7 separate regions of the Mus musculus genome follow, and regions 1, 2, 3, 5, 6 and 7 are each linked to region 4. Evidence: chromatin contacts called from public Hi-C, HiChIP or PLAC-seq and promoter capture Hi-C data. All regions are on one chromosome and are shown on one strand. The core of a region is the stretch at or near the end of the contact, and the rest is flanking DNA. Distances in the headings are between cores, read along the strand shown. Region 1 overlaps Fstl4 (follistatin-like 4). Region 2 overlaps Fstl4 (follistatin-like 4). Region 3 holds the start of 9530068E07Rik (RIKEN cDNA 9530068E07 gene). Region 4 holds the start of Fstl4 (follistatin-like 4). Region 5 has its middle 76 kb from the start of Gm30366. Region 6 overlaps Fstl4 (follistatin-like 4). Region 7 has its middle 82 kb from the start of Gm11186.

Evidence for each region. Promoter capture Hi-C pulls out the DNA fragments that hold promoters and counts their contacts. A called contact is a pair of places that touch in the nucleus more often than the background predicts. HiChIP or PLAC-seq counts read pairs in DNA pulled down with a chosen protein or histone mark.
Region 1: a Hi-C map of the N1E-115 cell line shows a contact between it and region 4, with 3 times the contacts expected there. The contact joins the enhancer-like site here to the promoter of Fstl4 in region 4. A contact is called at or near these places in 12 of 39 promoter capture datasets (the C10 cell line, the HPC-7 cell line, cranial neural crest and 6 more), 2 of 484 Hi-C or Micro-C datasets (the N1E-115 cell line and cerebellum) and 7 of 115 datasets of contacts at active chromatin or transcription factors (VIP interneurons, embryonic basal ganglia, embryonic forebrain and 4 more).
Region 2: a contact with region 4 is called in an H3K27ac HiChIP or PLAC-seq map of VIP interneurons, with 7 times the contacts expected there. The contact joins the enhancer-like site here to the promoter of Fstl4 in region 4. A contact is called at or near these places in 9 of 39 promoter capture datasets (the 3T3-L1 cell line, cranial neural crest, embryonic stem cells and 4 more), 4 of 115 datasets of contacts at active chromatin or transcription factors (VIP interneurons, forebrain, neural tube and 1 more) and 1 of 9 other capture datasets (pancreatic islet).
Region 3: a contact with region 4 is called in an H3K4me3 HiChIP or PLAC-seq map of embryonic stem cells, with 5 times the contacts expected there. The contact joins the promoter of 9530068E07Rik here to the promoter of Fstl4 in region 4. A contact is called at or near these places in 12 of 39 promoter capture datasets (the 3T3-L1 cell line, the SN4741 cell line, cranial neural crest and 6 more), 6 of 115 datasets of contacts at active chromatin or transcription factors (DN3 thymocytes, cardiomyocytes, embryonic stem cells and 1 more) and 1 of 9 other capture datasets (embryonic stem cells).
Region 5: a Hi-C map of the N1E-115 cell line shows a contact between it and region 4, with 2.9 times the contacts expected there. The contact joins the enhancer-like site here to the promoter of Fstl4 in region 4. A contact is called at or near these places in 15 of 39 promoter capture datasets (the 3T3-L1 cell line, the HPC-7 cell line, cranial neural crest and 6 more), 1 of 15 datasets of contacts at CTCF or cohesin (embryonic stem cells), 11 of 484 Hi-C or Micro-C datasets (LSK cells, the N1E-115 cell line, cerebral cortex and 3 more), 10 of 115 datasets of contacts at active chromatin or transcription factors (astrocytes, craniofacial prominence, embryonic stem cells and 2 more) and 1 of 9 other capture datasets (embryonic stem cells).
Region 6: a promoter capture Hi-C map of hippocampal neurons shows a contact between it and region 4, with 8 times the contacts expected there. The contact joins the enhancer-like site here to the promoter of Fstl4 in region 4. A contact is called at or near these places in 8 of 39 promoter capture datasets (the C10 cell line, the HPC-7 cell line, cranial neural crest and 5 more), 1 of 484 Hi-C or Micro-C datasets (nephron progenitors) and 4 of 115 datasets of contacts at active chromatin or transcription factors (VIP interneurons, embryonic stem cells, neural tube and 1 more).
Region 7: a contact with region 4 is called in a promoter capture Hi-C map of embryonic stem cells, with 4 times the contacts expected there. The contact joins the enhancer-like site here to the promoter of Fstl4 in region 4. A contact is called at or near these places in 12 of 39 promoter capture datasets (the 3T3-L1 cell line, the HPC-7 cell line, cranial neural crest and 6 more) and 2 of 115 datasets of contacts at active chromatin or transcription factors (embryonic stem cells and stem cell-derived neural progenitor cells).

What each region holds. Positions count from the first base shown.
Region 1 is chr11:53,066,961-53,069,660 of GRCm38.p6, reverse strand. Fstl4 (follistatin-like 4) reads right to left here. Exons shown (of 16, transcript NM_177059.3): 5 at 928-1,121. Among named protein-coding and RNA genes, the nearest start is that of Gm11186, 52 kb to the left of the region's middle. Within about 2 kb of position 1,365, at least 8 of the 459 cell types and tissues checked have an H3K27ac peak or open chromatin away from gene starts, as enhancers often do. A contact at or near this core is called in the N1E-115 cell line, where this site is marked.
Region 2 is chr11:53,181,574-53,184,273 of GRCm38.p6, reverse strand. All of the region lies in intron 14 of Fstl4 (follistatin-like 4), which reads right to left. Among named protein-coding and RNA genes, the nearest start is that of Gm11186, 63 kb to the right of the region's middle. Within about 2 kb of position 1,258, at least 85 of the 459 cell types and tissues checked have an H3K27ac peak or open chromatin away from gene starts, as enhancers often do. A contact at or near this core is called in VIP interneurons and pancreatic islet, where this site is marked.
Region 3 is chr11:52,395,004-52,397,703 of GRCm38.p6, reverse strand. It overlaps 9530068E07Rik (RIKEN cDNA 9530068E07 gene), which reads right to left and starts at 1,276. Exons shown (of 3, transcript NM_153117.2): 1 at 1,101-1,276. The coding sequence starts at 1,236.
Region 4 is chr11:52,763,338-52,766,037 of GRCm38.p6, reverse strand. Fstl4 (follistatin-like 4) reads right to left here and starts at 1,332. Exons shown (of 16, transcript NM_177059.3): 1 at 1,156-1,332.
Region 5 is chr11:52,501,782-52,504,481 of GRCm38.p6, reverse strand. No RefSeq gene overlaps it. Among named protein-coding and RNA genes, the nearest start is that of Gm30366, 76 kb to the left of the region's middle. Within about 2 kb of position 1,356, at least 8 of the 459 cell types and tissues checked have an H3K27ac peak or open chromatin away from gene starts, as enhancers often do. A contact at or near this core is called in the N1E-115 cell line and uterus, where this site is marked.
Region 6 is chr11:53,096,189-53,098,888 of GRCm38.p6, reverse strand. All of the region lies in intron 6 of Fstl4 (follistatin-like 4), which reads right to left. Among named protein-coding and RNA genes, the nearest start is that of Gm11186, 23 kb to the left of the region's middle. Within about 2 kb of position 1,363, at least 44 of the 459 cell types and tissues checked have an H3K27ac peak or open chromatin away from gene starts, as enhancers often do. A contact at or near this core is called in hippocampal neurons, where this site is marked.
Region 7 is chr11:53,201,079-53,203,778 of GRCm38.p6, reverse strand. It overlaps the pseudogene Gm11189. Among named protein-coding and RNA genes, the nearest start is that of Gm11186, 82 kb to the right of the region's middle. Within about 2 kb of position 1,303, at least 4 of the 459 cell types and tissues checked have an H3K27ac peak or open chromatin away from gene starts, as enhancers often do. A contact at or near this core is called in embryonic stem cells, where this site is marked.

The sequences.
Region 1 (2,700 bases), core at 116-2,615, 300 kb before region 4:
CGATACCCTAGAGTCACAGATTCCTCACCTAAAAGCATCTGTAAAATGGGATAGTAGCAGTTCTGACCTTACAAGAGAGGATGCTGAAGGATAAAGGGGGGGGCGACGATGACGACGATGATGATGATGGTGGTGGTGGTGATGTTGCTGCTGCTGCTGCCCATTGATGACCACTGAGAACATCCTATGTGCCAAGTATAATGTTAAACGTGTCACATGTCTTACATGTTTTAGCACCATAAATTCCCATGACGACCCTGAGGCGATGAGGTTCACGGCTGAGAAATCGCAGCTTAGGAGTGAGGGGCCTCCAGAGACTCACTAGCTCATGATTAGCTTTGAACCCTGTATTCTTGGCTGCTGTCCTACAGAAAAGGCTGTATTTGTCCACCCTGGGCATTCTTAGACTAGTGCCTTTGCTGGGTGGACACAGGGCTTCCCACAAGCAAAACAGTCAGGGGGTTGGGTCATTGACATTTGGATGCTAGAGAGAACTGTCACTGGGCAGAGGCCTTGGGGACCCCCAGACTGGAGTGCCAAAGATGCTCGCTGCTGCAAGTACTGTTCTTCTTTGACATTCCTTCTGTAGAAAATGACAGGCTCAAAGCACCAAAGACTAGTTTTCTAAGGAAAACACCAGTGGGCAGCCCCTTTGAGGGAGGCTTTCCCCGAAGCCAAGAAAGCATCAAAACCGCTTGTAAACCTGGGCTGAGGTGGCAGGTGGCAGGAGACAGAATTCTGTGTGTAAGACATTCTCAGAGGCGCTGACAAGCTGTGAGTCCTAGGAAGGGTGGGGGAGAGGGTCCCCTTGGCAACTGGTGACAGAGACAATTATAAACAACCTTTCCCACCACGGAGCTTGTGTGATCCTTCACCATGCACGCACGCAGGATATCTCCTCGGGCTCCACCTGAATGCCACACCCACCTGAGCCAGCTCCAAGCTGCCGAGGTGCCCATTGCCGTCGGCATCCAAGTCCTTAAACAGTGACTCCACCAAGAGGCGCTTCTGGGAGGCGAGGCTTTGCCTGGGGGTTCCTTGTGGGAGCGGCTGTCTGCGGCTCTGGAGTGCCAGGAGGACATTTTTGAGACGAGCATAGCCAGCCATGGTGCACATGTCTCCTGTAAAAGAGAAGACAGCTGTTACGTCAGGTGCACCCTGGGGGCTGGAAAGAATGTTCTGCCCGTCAGTCAGTTTATCTCTCTCAGTTGCAAACAATTGTTGGGACATTTCCAGTGTGCACTAAACAGTGTCACCATCATAGAGCAGGGTTCACGTGTCCATCTGCCCCATCACCCAGCCTACTGATATTTAAGCCAGATATCATATACCAATACTAAATGAACCAGAGGGAGTCTGGAAAATTCTTCCAGTGGAGTCTGCAGCTGTTATCTCATGGTTCGAGGAAAGCCAGCCCCAATTCTACTCTGTCACAGTCTGCCTTTTGTCTTAATCCTATTTTAAAGGCTGCTTTTGAATGCTTGGCCTCATAGATTAGGGAGTTTTAGTTAACAGGGCTAATAATCCCTGCTTACGGTAATTAGGTACACTCCCAGAGCTGGGTTACTTGAAAACAAACATGTGTACACAAGTCCACGACCAAGAGACAAAAGGAAGCTTTAGGAGACTAAACCGAGCACACAGCCCATTAGTCTTAGGCCTTTTATCACGGCTGTGCTCGCTGAACGCGTCGACATTGCATGGTTCTTTGGCAAATGAGGCCTGTGATGCACTGTGACATGGCATGGTTTATCTTGCTGGTGACGGGGCCACCATACAGAGCGCAGCCAGTAAATAGGGGGCCGCAGGGATGTCACAGAGCAGTGCTCCTCCAGCTCTGCCTCCCCATCCAGCCAGGGGATACAAACAGTTCCTGGGCCTGGCTTTGTTGAGACTGGGGAATGCTGATGTGGGCTCCCCCACCCTCCATTCTTTAGAGAAGATCAAGGGGTGCTAGGTCTGGACTGTCTGGGGTTAGGGTCTCTTCCCTTGAATTCTAACGCCAGTTGAAGGTGCCAGGTTAAGCTCTCAGGGCCAGCCGGATAGTGAACAGGTTTGAGTTTGGGAACTCCTGGCTTTGTGAGTCCCAACTCTGCTGTTTCCAGGTTGTGTAACCTGGGAAAGTTTAACACAGGCCTCAGTGATTTCATCTGAGAGATGGGATAATACTGCATCCCACAGCGGGGATATCATGATGGTTAATTAATATGGTCACACACATCTTTACTCTGAGCCAAGGCTCAGTGATTGATAGCTACTCTCCCACTTTCAGTTGTTGGAACCTCAACGGGGAGAGCAGGGATCCACGGGAGAGCAGGGATGCACGTGAAGAGCTGTTTTTCTCTCCTGCCCTCCCTCTCTCATTGGAGAAGCCCAGATACCCTTTCCTGCACTTGTTTGTGTTTCTAGATTTTCTTCCAATTTGGGGTCAATTGATTCTTGTCAGAAACAAACGCCCATTACTATTTCCTTTGTGTGTTTATTTAGAAGAAAAAAATCAATTGCAGTGTTCAATATAATCAAATCTATTTGCTCCCTGGGAGTCACCATGCTTAGGCGGTGGGGCTCCCTCCCATCTCCCCTGACCTGCTCACATCCCTCTTGTGCCTGGCAGGTGATCCATTTTGGAGAGCTCCCAGGACCCATAAGCTGATGTACCCCATTTTTAGATCTTCATAGCTCTGGCCTCCATACTGAGCA
Region 2 (2,700 bases), core at 9-2,508, 420 kb before region 4:
ATGTTCAGAGACAGCTCTTTCCCAACAGTAGACCTCCATGCTATTGCTCAATCTCAGCAAAAGAGGGAGAGTGAATGGACAAAGGCCTGATGCGCTCGGAATTTAACATATTTATTTAGTGTTCTTGTGTGTTTGTGTGGGGCGAATGCATATGCTACTGGAGGGCAGAGGTCAACCTTGGGTATCATTTCTCATGTTCCCATCTACTTTGTGGGTTTGAGCCAAGGTCTCTCGGTGACCTGTAACTCATCGAGTAGGCTAAGCTGGCTGGCCATAAGCCCGCAGGACCTGCCAGTCTCTGCCTTCTCGGACTGCGATTACGAGTGTGCATCACCATGCCTGGCTTTATTTATTTTTTTAAATGTGGGCTCTGGGGATTGAACTCAGGTCCTCATGCTTGTATGACAAGCACTCTGAGCCATCTTCCTAATCTGGAATTTATTTTCGTTAATGCTAGGTACCTTTGCATGAGTTTCTGGGGATTTCTGTCCTATGTTGCTCTCAAAATGTAGAGACTTCCAGGATTGGTGAGAGAAAGCAGGCATCCTACAGGGCTGTCACTAACACCATAATGGCATCTTATAGTGTGACTCTAGCTATGCCAAAGGGACTTGCTCCCTAACGAGAAGATGTTGGCCTCATTCTTTGCACACACTGGAGCCTGGATACCTCTGTTTCCCTACAGGTAATGCTTTCTGCCATGCAGACTTGGCAGAAAGCAAACGGGCCCATGCCCTGGTAGGTGTCCCTGTTATGTTGACTCAGACAGACTATACAGTAAGAGAGGTTAGACAAGATGAGTCAAAATCGGGGGCCTTGTGTGAAGCCACTTGGCTAAGGGCTAATCTAGGCCCTGTCTTCTGTACATGCTCACTGGTCTTGTAGGTTCTAGGCCACTGCCCAGAAAGAGGCAGATCTACGGTGCCCTGTGGCTCAGCCGGCTCACAGGCAATTTTAGTTCAAGGGCACTAGGGACAGGAAGCAGACCCTCAACTCTCAGCTAGGAAGAAGAAACATTTTTTACACTCATGTTGCGGCCATGGCAGTAGCAGAAAGGACCCAGGTTTCTGCAGTCCCATGGCAGCCTACAGGACAAGGGCAGTCTCTGATGGGGCCTGCTGAGAACACAGCTTGCAGCACCGAGCTTTTTTGCCTTTTAGGAAAGGAACTGCCTTCTGGCTTTCACTTTCATGACAAAACAAACAGCAGCTGGCCTGGCTGTGCAGGCAGGACTAGCTAGCCATGCTAGCCTTGGGGGTGGGGGAATGTCAACAGGCAAGAGCAGAAGGATACATGCTGTGATTTCTACTCTCTGAGTGGTTTTGAGGTTGCACGGAGTGTATTTTCCTGTAATTTTTCTATTTAACAAATGGCAGGATGATGCTTTCCTGACAAGCCCACGGGAGAACAAGCTCATAGAACTGGACATTAAGAAAATACAAGGATTAGAAATGGGGTCTTAGAGAGACTCTGGGAAACGAGGCTGAGAATTCCAAGGCAGCGTGTAGTCGCTGCTTGATGCCAGGCCTGTCATTTCAGCTTATAATAGAGATAGAAAATTACAGGCTGTCGCCGGTCAGTGTCACATGTGCTTCGTCACCCTGGCACCCTGTATTCAGAGGTTGCTTCATCAGACACAGGACCATGAGCCAGTGACCCCATGTAGATCGACTTTATTTTTTTGGAGCCCTGAAGTTTTTCTTGCCCCAGTCTTGTGTCCTAGCACACAGCTGAGCCCACAGATGCTACAAAGATAAATCTGAAGACTTCTGGTTCTCTGGGCTCAGCTCAGGAAAGATACAGCGATGGCACTGTAGTACCAAGTGCCACCTGGATGGATGGGGGGGACGGGGACAAGAATGTCGAGCATCTCTTAGTTGGGTGGACAATGCCCACCCGCCAAGAAGTAGCGGCTAGACAGAGGTGACAGAATGCTGGGCCTGGGGTCAGGCCATGGCAGACTTGGTGATGCCTACGGTCAACACTGGTTGCTGAGGAGAGTGAGGGAGTGAGCTTCACACATGGGTTCATCTCCATATAGCCAGGGCAAAAATGTAACCAATCCTGAATAACCAGTATTCAGAAGGAATGGCAGGATGCTTTGAATGCTTTACAAACATTAACAGCACGCTCTTTGCCCCACACTTGCAGTCTCTTTCATTGCCTGTGTTTTGGAGGTACAGGGGTCTCACTATATATATTCCAGGCTATCCTTGAACTTCCAATCTTTCTGTCTCAGCATCCAGAGTTGCGGTCATAAGTGTGTATGTGGCCATGTATAGCTTTTCAACTGTTTCTAGGATCACTTTTAAAAAATGTTTGTGTGTGTGTGTGTGTGTGTGTGTGTGTGTGTGTGTGTGTGTGTGGTGCTAGAAGAGGTCACCAAGTCTCTCAGAGTTCAGATTGTGGGTGGTTGTGAGTCCCCCTGATGAAGATACTGGGAACCAAACTCAGGTCCTCTATAATCGTGGCAAGGACTCGTAAATGCTAAGCCCTCTCTCCAGGACTCAGCTTACCTTCTGATTATCAGATATTATAGCCTAGAACATCTAATTTTACAAAACCTTTGACATTTTCCTTAGATTAATGGTATAATTTTTTTTGTATTTATATGCATGTAAAAGAATTCTACTAGCTGAAATGTTTCCTATATATCAAGTCCAGCTCCTTGTCTGTGTTGATGGATTTTCTCATGTGTTA
Region 3 (2,700 bases), core at 27-2,526, 370 kb after region 4:
GATATAAGAGCCTTGGAAAACCTAGTCTTTCCTCCCACAGACTCCAAAACCCTCCAGTTAGGGCAGTCAGCTGCCTGCTTTCAGTGCTGCTGAGGAAGGAAACTATGTATGCAACCCAGCACTGTAATAAAGGGACGGGTGATTGGCTGGAGAGTCTCCCTGGGCAAAGAAGGAAGTCAGCCCCAGTTCACATTAAGTTTTCATCTGAAAAAAAAAATCAATAAAGACTTGGGGAGAAAATGATTGCACGCTGGACAGAAAGAAAAATATGACTACTCAACAATGCTCAGTTTCTCCTGCTAAATCTCTGCCTCGGTTTACAGATTTCACTTTCAAGAACGGCTTTAATATCCTGATTTATGCTATAGCATCTGCAAGAAAAGAAAGTTTTTCTCAAATGAGGCGAGAGGGCGTTCGGTAAAACCTCAGCTCAAGGAAGGGCATCTGCCGCAGACACGCTCTCTCCCTTTGTTTCTAAACTCTACTCCTCCTCCAAGGCCCTCAGCCGGTCAGCGTCCCCGGACTCTGCCTCTACACCAAAAGCCCCAGAACTTCTCAGACCTCAGAGATGGAATCCACAAACAGCTCCTCCCCTCTTCCACTCTGGAACAGTCAATCAATTCAGTCCCAACACTGGGTCGCTGTCCCTATCTTTATCTCTGACCTCACCATTTCGAAGGGGAAAACAAAACAAAAACTTGCCTAGCCTTGCTTGTCCCTCTAACCTCAAGCATCTCTCTTAACATCACTCTCCCCAACTCCGACTATCTCTTCGGCCTGTTTCCTATCCAGTCTGCGAGATCTCTGTACTCCCCATTTTGGGGACCTCCCCCCTCCACACCGAGCGCCCTTCCTCCAGGGAGTGTATTCTCAGAGACTCCGTCCACGACACGGGGACTTCCCGTCCCCGCCCACCTACTCGGGTCTCTGAATCTCACAACCCCACTTCTCAGGCCTGGGGAGACCGCACTGGGAGCGCTTCCCAACTCGGGCCCAGCCCTGGGCGCGGGAACTCGGCCGGTGGGAACCACCGTGAGTCGGCGGCGCTCCGTCCCCGTCGGGCCCGACCCGGTCCCTCGCCGTCTCCCTGCGTTCATTACCAGAGCACAGGACGGGCACGAGCAGCAACGCCAGCACCAGAGATCGCGCCAGAGCCCCGAGGCCCCGGGCGCCCGGCCCGGGAGACAGCTTCTCTCGTGCAGCCCCGCACATTCTGCCCAGGGCGGAGGCGGCCATAACGGACTCGGCCCCCGAGCCTGCGCTGTTGCTAGGTTCTGCGAGGTGACGTCAGATACGCGTCCGAAGCGCACTCCCGAAGCAGCTACGTCCCGGCGTGATGACGTTGCATCTCTGAACCCGAAAGGTTAGCGTGGGAGTGTAGAAAAGGGTGCTTAAAAAAAAAAAAAAAAAAAAAGGCGAATGGGACGGATTTATTTTCAACTGGTGGTTTTTTGTTTTGCTCTGTGGTTTATCGTTGTCATCTTTGAGATGTATTTCAGGGGTCATCGCTTAAGAGCACTGGCTGATTCCCCCAGAGCTCCTGGGTTCGATTCCAAGCACCCCTGTATGTGAGGACTCACACCCATCTGTCCCAGGGTATACGGTGCCCTCTTTAGGCATCCTCAAACACTAGACGTATAACTGATGCAGAAACTCATAAGTAAAACAACTACACACAAGTTTAATACACTTAAGAAAGATTATATATATATATATGGAGCTGGAGAGAATGTTCAGCTGTTGAGAGCATTTGCTACTCTTGCAAAGGACTGGGTTTGGTTCCCAGCACTCAGATTAAACAGCTCACAGCCACCTCTAACTCCAGTTCCAGGGGATCTGACTATAAGACCTCTTTTGATCTCCACAGGCATTAGGCATATGGGGTACACAAACATATATGCAAGCAATCATTTCTGAATTAAAACTAGCCAGGTGTGATAGTGCATATCTTTAGTTTCAGCACTCAGGACGCAGAAGCAGGTAAATCTAAGTGAATTCGAGTCCAGCCTGGTCTACAAAGCGATTATAGAACAGCCAGGGCTACACAGAGAAACCCTGTCTCAAAAAATAATAATGATAAAATAAGCATTAAAGAAACAATAAAGAAAGAGTAAAATTGTGTGTAAGTTCAAATGCCCTCCAGTGCCAGAAGAGGGCGTCTACTCCCCTGGAGCTGGAGGTTGCTGTGATTATGAGCCACCCCATGTGGCTCCTGGGAACCACACCCTGGTCCTCTACAAGCACAATTGCTCTAAACTGTTGAATAATTTCTCCAGCACCCTTTTGGTTTTGGTTTTGAAACAAGATCTCAAGTGGCCCAGGCTGGCCTCAAAATTCCTTTTTTTTTTAATTTTATTTTTTAATTAGGTATTTTCTTCATTTACATTTCAAATGCTATCCCAAAAGTCCCCCATATCCCCCCCCACTCCCCTACCCACCCACTCCCACTTCTTGGCCCTGGCGTTCCCCTGTACTGAGGCATATAAAGTTTGCAAGACCAAGGGGCCTCTCTTCCCAATGATGGCCGAGCCGACTAGGCCATCTTATGCTACATATGCAGCTAGAGACACAAGCTCCGGGGGTACTGGTTAGTTCATATTGTTGTTCTACCTATAGGGTTGCAGACCCCTTTAGCTCCTTGGGTACTTTCTCTAGCTCTTCCTTTGGGGGCCCTGTGTTCCATCCAATAGCTGACTGTGA
Region 4 (2,700 bases), core at 83-2,582:
TGGGAGAAAATGCAGACCTGGTGGGGGCGAGGGGAAACTCCCAGAGAACTCTGAGCTGACCAAAGGACAGCATAGACGCTCGCCAAATTCTGGGCACCACGAGCCCTACCGACCGCTGCCAGTCAGTTTCTTCCCTTGCAAGTTTCAGGACAGGAAGTCCTCAGGTGGCAGACATAGGGGAAGCCAAGTGGGACACGGCTTTGTCAGCTGCAGAGAGTGCTCAAAGCCTCGTGCTGCAGTGCTACCCAAACTCCAGGCGACATGCGCCCCAAGAGCAGCGCTCTGCCTGCGTTTCCCAGGTCTCCTCTGAAACTTAGAAATGGTCTCTCTTCCTTCGGTGGAGCAAAGAGGGGCCGAAGTCAGTCAGCACAGTTGCTCTTAGCACCTACCCACCCACCCCCAACCTAAATATCCTCAGGACAAACTGCTCCCTAGAGACTTCCCAGTGGGTTACAGCAGCTGCTTACTGGCAACAACTGTGGCCTCGCAAGATGAAAGCCACAAGGTCCCCAGGGCAGGGTTCTGCTAGGATGCCCTCTTCTTGAGCTCCTTACACTGAGGGCCATGGGATAACGAGGGCCAAGAGAGGCGCAGATTATCTTTGGGCTGCGACAAGGGGACGCAAGTTTCCCCGCAAAGCGGAGGGGAAGAAGGTGCAAAGGATGCCCGCCCCGCACTCTAGATCCCAGCCAAGGGCACAGGTCTGAGCCAGGGTCTGTCGCTAGGGTTTGGCTGAGGCCATCCGGGGGTTCAGAGCCCAAGAGCGGCGCCTGCAGGGTCTCGGTGCGGATCGCGAGCTTCGGGCTCAGCCAGAGCAGTTCTGCGTGGCGCCCCGCGCGCCTATAAGGATCACTCCGTTCCCCACCGCTGATCCCCGGGTGTCAAACCCCATGTACCCCAGCTTTAAGCCCCCAGTCCTAGCGCATCCAGGGTGGCCCTGCCGAGTCCCGGCCCTGTGGTCCCGTGCCCGTAGCCAGGCGCGCAAACTTGGCTCTCCAGGCGTGGGCAGTGAGAACCTGCGAACGCCCGCACCGGGCCCTGCAGCGAGCTGCGGAGCTGCGGGCGTCGGGACCCGGGCGGAGAGCAGCGGGACGAGCTGGCGGCGGTGGCACGACTCGGACACCCGCATCTTCTCCGGAGCTGCGACCCGCTTACCTACGGCGGCCGGGGCCGAGGGAATGACCAGGTGGCCGGACTCGGGTGGAAGGGAGGGAGCGCCCCGTGGCGGCGACAGAGGCGGCGACCCGGACCCCGCGTCCTCGGCTGGGTCGTCTCCGGCTGTCGGCTGGTCCCCTGGCGTGCTAGAGATAGTCCAAGCTCCAGCTCTCCGAGCCTCCGCCGCCCGCCGCTGTGCCACCGCTGCCGCGGCTGCCCTATTTCTGCCGCCGGGACCGGAGCCCGTGACGTCACCCTCCGGGCCCCGCCTGCCCAATCGCCGCCACCTGTGCTCGCCTCCCGCCTGCTTGCGGGTCAGACCCCGCGGCAGGTGTAGAGCAGCCCGGCGCGCAAGCAGAGCGCGAGGATTCCCTGTTCCCTGCACCACCTGGGCCAGACAGCTCTCTTTCCCCTGGCTCCCAGGAAGCTCAGCAGGTGACAACCCCCTGCCTCTGTTTTCCCACTTACCCCTCCTCTCCTCTAAGCTCTTTTCCGGGCCAGCCTCCCCCAAGGTTGTGCTTTGCTCAAAGCGCAGGATTGCTCTCAATCAGCGGCCATTTCTCGTGAAACCTTACGGGGTCGGTACATTGCACCAAGAGAGATGTCCCTGAAGCAATATTCAGGGAACACTCCTCCCTGCATTGAGAACCAACTACCTGTGAAAGAGCAAAGTTTTCTTTACTCCCAACTAGAGACGCTTACAAGATTCCCAGGTGACATTTGCCAAGCCTGACCAGGCTGAGCCGGGAACGTGTCTTGTTCCTAAAACAAGACACTTTCCTCTCCTGGGCCTAAGACCTCAGCTTCCTGGCTTTTCCATCTCTTTTCTCTTCTCTTCTCTTCTCTTCTCTTCTCTTCTCTTCTCTTCTCTTCTCTTCTCTTCTCTTCTCTTCTCTTCTCTCTTTCCTCCACAGCTCTTCATATGTGCTCAGCTAAATTGCAAACACCTCTGTCACTTTCGACCTAACCTCACAGTTGCCCAGGTCCTGCCTCCTACTGTGCTGGTGTGGATGTCCAATGGCTTTCTGTCCTGCCCATGCCTTTGGGATCTCTCCTGATTTGCAGGAGGGCTCAACGGGGCTTCCCTGCAGATAAGATTAGTTAAATAGAAAAGAAATTGTGGAAATATGAAAGGCTGGTTGAGTCTGTCCTTCCATTGGGCCCCTGGAGTACAAGCCTCTGGGCTGGTTCCGGAAGATACTGCAGTGAGTGGGGCGACAGAGCCTTTCTTGCTCAGGTTGTTGGTGTAGGATCTAGCCCTCCTTCCACCACTGTCCAGAGAGTGGTGCAACTCAGACCCGGTTGTAATTGCTTCTCAGCTGCAAAAAATCAAAGTGACTTCCAAGTCGTAGTCAGCTGTGACTTGGCCAGTGAGCGCCAAAATTTGCACTCAGATATAAAAAGGCAGCGGTATTCTCTGTGCCCTGGGGCTGTGGCCAGAATGATGCTCTCTGCTATTTGACCATGATTTTCTGCCAATGCCATCCATGAATGAATCCCCAAGGCTGGCTGGAGGCTGGATTCTCTGAATATACCTGGAATTCA
Region 5 (2,700 bases), core at 107-2,606, 260 kb after region 4:
TTGTACCCCTGAGGTTGTCCTCTGACCTCCATGAGTATATGTAAAGGCACACACACACACACACACAGGACAGCCCATGGGAACAAGGCAGTCACATAATCACATTAATTATACAATATAATAATATAATTATACAATATACTCATGAAATTATGCCCCAAGTGAGAACTTGCTCCCACAATCAACTACCAGTACAGAAAGAGGTAGTGTCCACATAGTCTCCCTAAAGTCCAGCCCTTTTGACACATTCCAAGGTCCCTGGCATTTTGGCTCAGGCAGCTGATTGGGGTCTGGCTGATCTAATGTCCTTGGTTTGAGGGAGGCCCTTTTCTCACCGGATACTGTTCAACTGTGAGGATGAAACTGTAGTTGATGCGGGGCCTTCACTCACAAGGCTAGGCTATCTTAGACTCTGCTCTCCACCAGTCCCCACCCCTTCTTATACATCACCTGCCACAGACCCTGGCTCGCCCTCTATAGATGAACTGGGCCTGCCCAAGCATCAAAGCACCTTTGATTCAGATAACCCAGTGCCGGGCTTAGGGATCAGGGAGGAGCCTGCTTAGGAGAAAGAAGCCAGGCTTCCACCGCTAGCTGTGAAGGCATCCAGTGTCCACATCTCCACACAGACACTGCCCTGGTGTTTCCTACATGTCACTTAGAAATTAACCTCAGGTCCCCTAGAACTTGAAAAACCCGAATCACTAATATCCTCTCTCCACCGGCACTATTAAAAGCCTCATTTAACAAGACATGGTGGCACATGCCTTTAATCCTAGCACCTGGGAGGCAAAGGCAGGCAGAGCTATGTGAATTCAAGGCCAGCCTTCTCTACACTGAGTTCCAGTCAAGCCAGGGCTATATAATGAGCCTCTATGTCTATGTCTGTCTGTCTCTATCTCTCTGTTCTCTGTCTGTCAGTCTCTCTGTCTCTGTCTGTCTGTCTGTCTGTCTCTCTCTCTCTCTCTCTCTCTCTCACACACACACACACACACACACACACACACACACACACACAAAGCTTCATTTACCAGGAAGATCCTGGACATAGCAAGCCTGAATTCTTCACTGTGAACGTGCCCACCCAGCAACGCATATTGCCCAACATTGCATGGACAGTTGGGTGCAGCCAGACAACAACAGGACTGGTCTCACTCCTCCTCTGCCTGCATGGTGATCCCACAAAAGCTCACAGGGGCAGTCAGCAGCACTGCTGGCCAGATCCTGCTGCAACACCTCAGCCAGGAACAGAGAGGTTAATAAAAACAGGGCGAGGGGTTCCCAAGGGACAGTTCTTGGCCGCCTCTGAAGTTTACAAAGGCATGGCTTCTGATGCCTCAAAGGCGCCTGTCGAGGCCAGGGTGAATTATTACACTGCAGGTTAGCAGGACACTTTGTCTGCAGCGCCTTGGGAGTTGGCGTAATTGTATTTTATCTGTTTGCCAGGAGTTTTCAGTAAACTCTCTTAATGTACTTTAAACCTCAACAGCCCCAAATAGCAATGCGTGCCTTTCTAGTTTATGCACCGGGCACTGAATAAACACGGGGTGATATATGGGGCTGGCAAGGACACTATTTATATATTTACACCCTCTCCCAAAACACACATTCATCTTAATGACATGACTTACCACATGCCCAAAAAAGGAGCCCTCTGAAGGTCATGGTCACAGATGTTTCTCCGAGATGGTCCCTCAGCTCTCAGAAACCCCAGAGTGGCTCCTCTCCCCAGCCAGCAGAGGAAATCCTATGCCCTGTTGTCCTGCTCTTCCTCTATGGGCCAGAAGCTGGCAAGAAATTCATCTTAGACCTTGCTCTCCCAGTCACAGGGACCAGATAACATGTGGACCAAGTAATACCACCCATGGACCTCAGCAACAGGCCACCCCCACATAAAATTAGATTTAATTCTCCCTGTACCCAGGAAAAAGGGGTGTCTTAGTTAGGGTTTCTATTACTGCATCAAAAACAGCATGAACAAAAAGAAAGTTGGGGAGGAAAGGATTTATTCAGCTTACCCTTTCACTGAAGCGAGTCAGGACAGGAACTCAAGCAGGGCAGGAACTTGGAGGCAGGAGCTGATGCAGAGGCTATGGAGAGTTACTGCTTACTGGCTTGCTCCCCATGGCTTGCTCAGCCTGCTTTCATATAGAACCAAGGACCACCAGCCCAGGGATGGCACCACCCACAATGAGCTGGACCCTCCCCCACTGATCGCTAATTGAGAAAATGCCTTACAGCTGCATCTCATGGAGACAGTTTCTCACCTGAGGCTCCTTCCTCTCTAGCTTGTGTCAAGTTAACACACAAATCTTGTCAGGACAAGGGGAAAGACCAGAGAGGAGCAAGAGCACAGAGGATGAAAGGAAAAGTGGAGCTATGGAGGAAAAGGAGGAGGAAGAGGAGGAGGAAGAGGAGGGGGAAGAGGAGGGGAAAGAGGAGGAGGAGAAGGAAGAGGAGAAGAAGAAAGAGGAGAAAGAGGAAGAGGAAGAGGAGGAGAAGGAAGAAGGGGAGAAGGAAGAAGAGGAGGAGTAGAAGGAGGAAGAGGAGGAGAAGGAAGAAGAGGAAGAGGAGGAGGAAGGGGAGGAGAAAGAGGTAGGAGGAAGAGGAGGAGGGAGGGGAGGAGGAGGAAGAGGAGGAGGGAGGGGAGGAGGAGGAAGAGGAAGGAGGAGGAAGAGGAGGAGGAGGAAGGGGAGGAGG
Region 6 (2,700 bases), core at 114-2,613, 330 kb before region 4:
GCCAACTCCCTAACCCCACCCCCAAGTCCCCGGCAGAGACTGGAGTCACTTTGCCCACAGGGCACAGTACTGACTCTGCTTTGGCCAGTGGGACTGACTCTAAGTCTTCCCTGGGCTGGGGCCCGTTGAACCAGCAGGTGGTCAACCCTCGCTCTAAACCTCAGGATTCTTGCTCTGGAAGGGTCTGCCCAGTCCTGACTTTTATACCAAGGAACAATGAGACCTTTTCCCAGAGACTGGTTTCTCTGGATAAGACAGACTTGGAATACTCAGATGGTATTTGTCTCCTCTCAAAGAGATTGTCATTGATACCTTTCAAGTTCTGAGATGTGATTCAGATGCAGAGTCATGGAGTGCACGTTGGCACAAAGTGAGGCCCTGGCAAGAATGTAGTACATCCTCGTGAGCTAAAAGATGCTACTGTGTTCTCAGCAGGCCACCATAGGAGCCCACAGCTTGTCTCCTCAGTAACACGGTCAGGAGTGATGGTAGGGGAATTGGTAGCCCCTAAAGGTACATTATAAAGCCTCTGCTGGGGCTGTAGGGCTTCTGACCGAGCTAGGAGTGGGGCTGTCAAGTATGGAGACAACTGTAGGTTCTAACAGGGTTCCGCTGTGCCTTGAAGACCTTGTTCTATGGGCCTGAGCCTTGGCTGTCCAAATGATAGACAGGCATGGGTCCCACCAGAAGGGTGGATCTGTCCACACCTCTCTCCTTGTTTTTTCCAAATGACGAACACACCGCTCTCCTCTCTGTTCTGATTTCCGGAGAGAAGCAGGTTCTGTATGTGGCTTAATGGGGAACTGAGAGCAGGCTCTGAAGGCATTGGTAATGGGTGCAGATAGAGCTGGGGAGTGCGTGCGTGCGTGTGTGTGTGTGTGTGTGTGTGTGTGTGTGTGTGTGTGTGTTAGCTATAGGAGTACTCACAGAGACCTCCTCTGAGGATTTTGTACTGTGCAGAGGGGATTCCAAGTGCTGTACCAGCCTGGCCTGAGGCAAGGGTAAAGGAGCAAGATCAGGAAACAGCAAGAGAGGTGTGGTCAGCACAGATGCCAGCAGGGGCTGCTGATCCATTCCTACCCCTGGAACTACAAGCACACATCTAGGAGCCGATCCTCCAAGTTCGGGCTTCCAGGTTGGTTTGCCACTGATCAAAAACTTGCTTCCTTTATGGGCCCACTCCACTGATGTTGTTAAAAACACCACCTGCCGATTGTTAGAGTGTGGCGTGCCTTTTTGATTTTAAGGCAGGTGTCCCTTGGGGTGGGAGCGGGACGGGGGATGGATGTGGACAGCTGGTGGCAGGGAGAGGCTCAGCGCTGCCTGTGGTGGCTCGGCAGCTCTGGCTTGTTGCTGTGGGTGGTTCCTGCTGGCTCTTCTCTTCGCAGCATGCCCTGCCCACTGTCTTTCTTCTTCCATCTGTGTAGACACAGCCTGGCACTGCTCTCCCACTGGGTGCTACAGTACCACAGCCCGACTTGGCCTGGACTACTCTCTCTGTGTTGCAAGTTCTTGCCCAACCTTCATAAAGCAGAGTCAGGTAATCAAGACCCAGATGAACCCCCAACTTCTTCCCATTCCTGACTTGGAAATGGCTCACACTGAATTCTGAGTGAGCTGTGTGGTGCTAGAACACATGCATGCGTGTGCCTGTGAGTAAGTATTGAGGCCCGGGTACAATCTCCAGTCACCACATATTGTGGCTTGAAGAGATGTCCCCACTAGTTTGTGGCATTTGAATACTTGGTCCCCAGCTGGTAGCTCTGTTTGGGGAGGCTAAGGAAGTATGGGCTTGCGGGAAGAGGTGTATCACTAGGGGCGGGCTTTGAAAGTTCAACGACTCACAGCACTCATGATTTGCTCTCTGTTTCCTGCTTGTGGTTTAAGAGGTGAGTCTTCAGTTTGCTGCTCTGGTAATCACGCCTACCTGCGGCCATGTATCCTCATGGAGATGCTGGTGAACGCTAATGCTCTGGAACCATAAGCCCAAACAAGCCTTTTCGTCTCTAAGTTGCCTTGGTCATGCTGTTTTATCACAGTAATAGAAAAGTCACTAACACACTGTGCCATTCCTCAAGAGACACCGTCCACAGGGTCTTTCACAGACCTGGAACTTACCAAGCAGGTTGTACTACTGGCTGGCTGATAGCTGCAGGAAGCCTCCTGCCTCCTCCTTCCCTCCCCCGGTGCTAGGATTACAAGAGGCAGGCCACTGTGTCTATCTTGTTTTATGTGGGACCTGGATATTGAACTCTGGCTCTCATACTTGCATGACAGGAGTTTTCCTGGCTGAGCTCTTCAGCTGCCATCTTCAGACTTTCTATAATCCTATTGGGTACGTGATGTCTGATGCTGGGAAGACTGACGAGTTAGACAATGTTCCTATCATCCTGAAACAAATGGTGTTTGTATGTAGAGGGGTCCCACAGGAGAATGTAAGCAGATCTGTAGGAAGAGACCCTGGGTAGGGAGGACTGGCCTGAGCAAGAGACAGAATGAATAGGCACAAGAGCTCAGATTTGGTGAGGCGATAAGAGGAGTCACAGAAGATGCTGGGGCAGGGGAACACTAAATGATGCTTTGGAAGCTGCTCTGGGAAGTCCTGAGAGTGGTCCTGATGCCGCCTGTACTAACGTCCCAGGCAGCCAGAGCTGCATAGAATTTATGTGTCCTCTGATTATAAAGAAATGGGGCTCTCCT
Region 7 (2,700 bases), core at 54-2,553, 440 kb before region 4:
GGCCTGGAACTTGCTATGTAGATCATAGTGGCTATGCACTCTCAGGGACCCTCCTTCCTCTGCCTCCCAAGTGCCAAGAAGAAAGGTGTGTGCTACTAAACACCTCAACTTTTTTGATGTAAACACTTTGGTATTCTATGTTTTCAATTTTATTCAATTCTACGAAGCTTTGCATTTCTTTCTTGATTTCTTCCTTGATCTCTGTTAACATTGTTCAGATTTCATGAGTTTGAACATTTTCTATTGCTACTGAAATCCAGCTTTATTCCATGGTGATCAGCTAGAATGCAGATGTTATTTCAGTTTCCTGTATTTGGTGAGACTTGCTTTGTGCCCTAATATACAGTTGATTTTGGAGAAGGTTCCACGGGTTACTGAGAAGAATGTGTATACATTACTGTTTGGATGGGATGTTCTGTAGACACCTGTAAGGTCCATTTGGTCTGTGATATTATTTTATTCCAGAGTTTTCTGCTCAGTTTTTCCTCACATGTCTTGTCCATTGGTCTATGTCTCCCAAACTGGAGAATCAAAGTCACTGCCATCACTGTGTTGTGGTTAATCTATGGTTGCCGTCCTGTATGGCTTGGAAGGGATGGTGTGGCATGTTTTCCTATTCCTGGAACAGAGCCAGCATGGTGTGGGTTCTACCTCCTGTGTTGATGGTTGCTGGGCATGAGGCATGCATATATATAAAATGCCTGCCAAGGTTATTGGGGAATGTCCTCTATGTCAAGGTTAATGACTCCATGATAATCAGAGAGAGCATGAGTCAAAGAGGTGAGGGTGTGTCTATGTCCTTAGCAAAAATGGTAAATGTTGTGATCTTCAGGGCAATCCTTAAGGCTGTGGGAAAGAACTCTAAAAACATGAGCTCAAAATATATAAACAGGATTTCTTAACTTTGTAAAAATATAAGGATGTAATATGAATTATATGAGGGTCTTCATGGGTCTTAAAGAACAGAGGCAGGTGTGCTATGAGCCAGCTTGTCAGAAAGATACAAAAACAGGTAGATACAAAAGAAAGCAGATTCCTGAGCTCAAGGTCAGCCTGGGACAGAGCTAGTTTAGGTCCAGGTATGTTGGGAATGGTAATCTCAGGATGTGATCACACCTTGCTCGCTTATTGTCTGTGTTTTCAAAGGGAGGGAGATGATACAAATGAATTCATTTGTAATGTTAAAATTTTTTGCTTGCTGTCTTTTTCTAAGAATAATGGGGCTGGGGAAATGGAATGCTGATTCCTGGGATAATCAAAAGGAAAACTGGAGTAAATAACTGGATTGATATGTAAATTAAATACTGGGCTTTGTTCTGTGAAACTTGAGCAGTCTGGTGATCTCCAGAGAAAGCTGTCTCAAGCAGCACACAGCTCGTACCCAAGACTGGCTTTGAGTATTACTACTACTACTACTACTATTATTTTGCTGCTCTCAAATACCATTTCTCTCAGGAACCCCTCTCCCAGCGGAGGCTGGTCCTTGGCATATGGTTTTAGATATAATATCATTTCTTTTTTAAAACTAGGTGCCTCTCTTTTTTGGTGTATGTATGTTTAGGATTATAATATCCAGTTGGTGGATTTTTCCTTTAATGAATTTAAAGAGTCCCTCTTTACTTCTTCTTTTCTTTCTTTCTTTTTCTTTTTTTAAAAGATTTATTTTTACTTTATGTATATGAGCACACTGTAGCTGTCTTTAGACTCACCAGAAGAGGGCATCAGATCTCATTACAGATGGTTGTGAGCCACCATGTGGTTGCTGGGAATTGAACTCAGGACCTCTGGAAGAGCAGTTGGTAATCTTTTTTTTTTTTTTTTTTTTTTGATGTGTTTAATTCCTCATTCTTTATTCCTTGTATCAGTAGATTAAAGAGCTAGTATTTCCCCAAGTACTGATTTAGATGTTAAAAGCACCAGTAAGTTTCAGAGTAACATTCAGTAACCTCTTTAAATGCAATTATCCTTATTATAAGCTAAGCAGAATAATAATTTAATACCGTAAGTGAACTACACACAAAGCCTGAACCACAAAAATGGTTTGCACAGCCACATTCAGATTTAATCAACTCTCCGTTCTCACAATGAAAGTACTTACATTTCCGTCACTAGAGCACAGCCAGAAACACCTGGGCTGGCATCGGCTCTATAAGCCCTGCCGTTCCCACTACTGAGGCATTTGTATTGGAAGCTTTACAGTCATCAAGGAAGACGAGGACTGCTAACACTTAGCAAATATTAGTTTCTTTTAAAAAAAAGTGTTCTTTAGAAAAGAATATTAAAAACAAATGATCTATTAAGTCAAGAATTTCGTTTCTTAAAAACCCCCACAAGCCAGCTCATTCTCTTTAATAACTCCCCCACCACTGTCCTCTAAAGCCTTGAGATACACAGAGCACAGCCTCACCATTTATAAAATCAAAGGACGTTCAGATTGTATACTATGCAGCAATGGTATACAGCTTGGAATACACACGTCTACCAGAAGAATACATACTACTTCCACCCTTTCGGGTGGAACCACATGGTTTGCAATGCTTTAACTTAGGAGTTATTAAAGCCAGGAAGCAATTCAGATATGGTCAGATAAAGACAGGCAACGGGAGGCTCGAGTTGAAGACCTCTTTCATTGCATACCGAGCTATCATGTTACTGCAGACAACAACTTCAATGTATGGCTTCCACAGAAAATACCAAAAT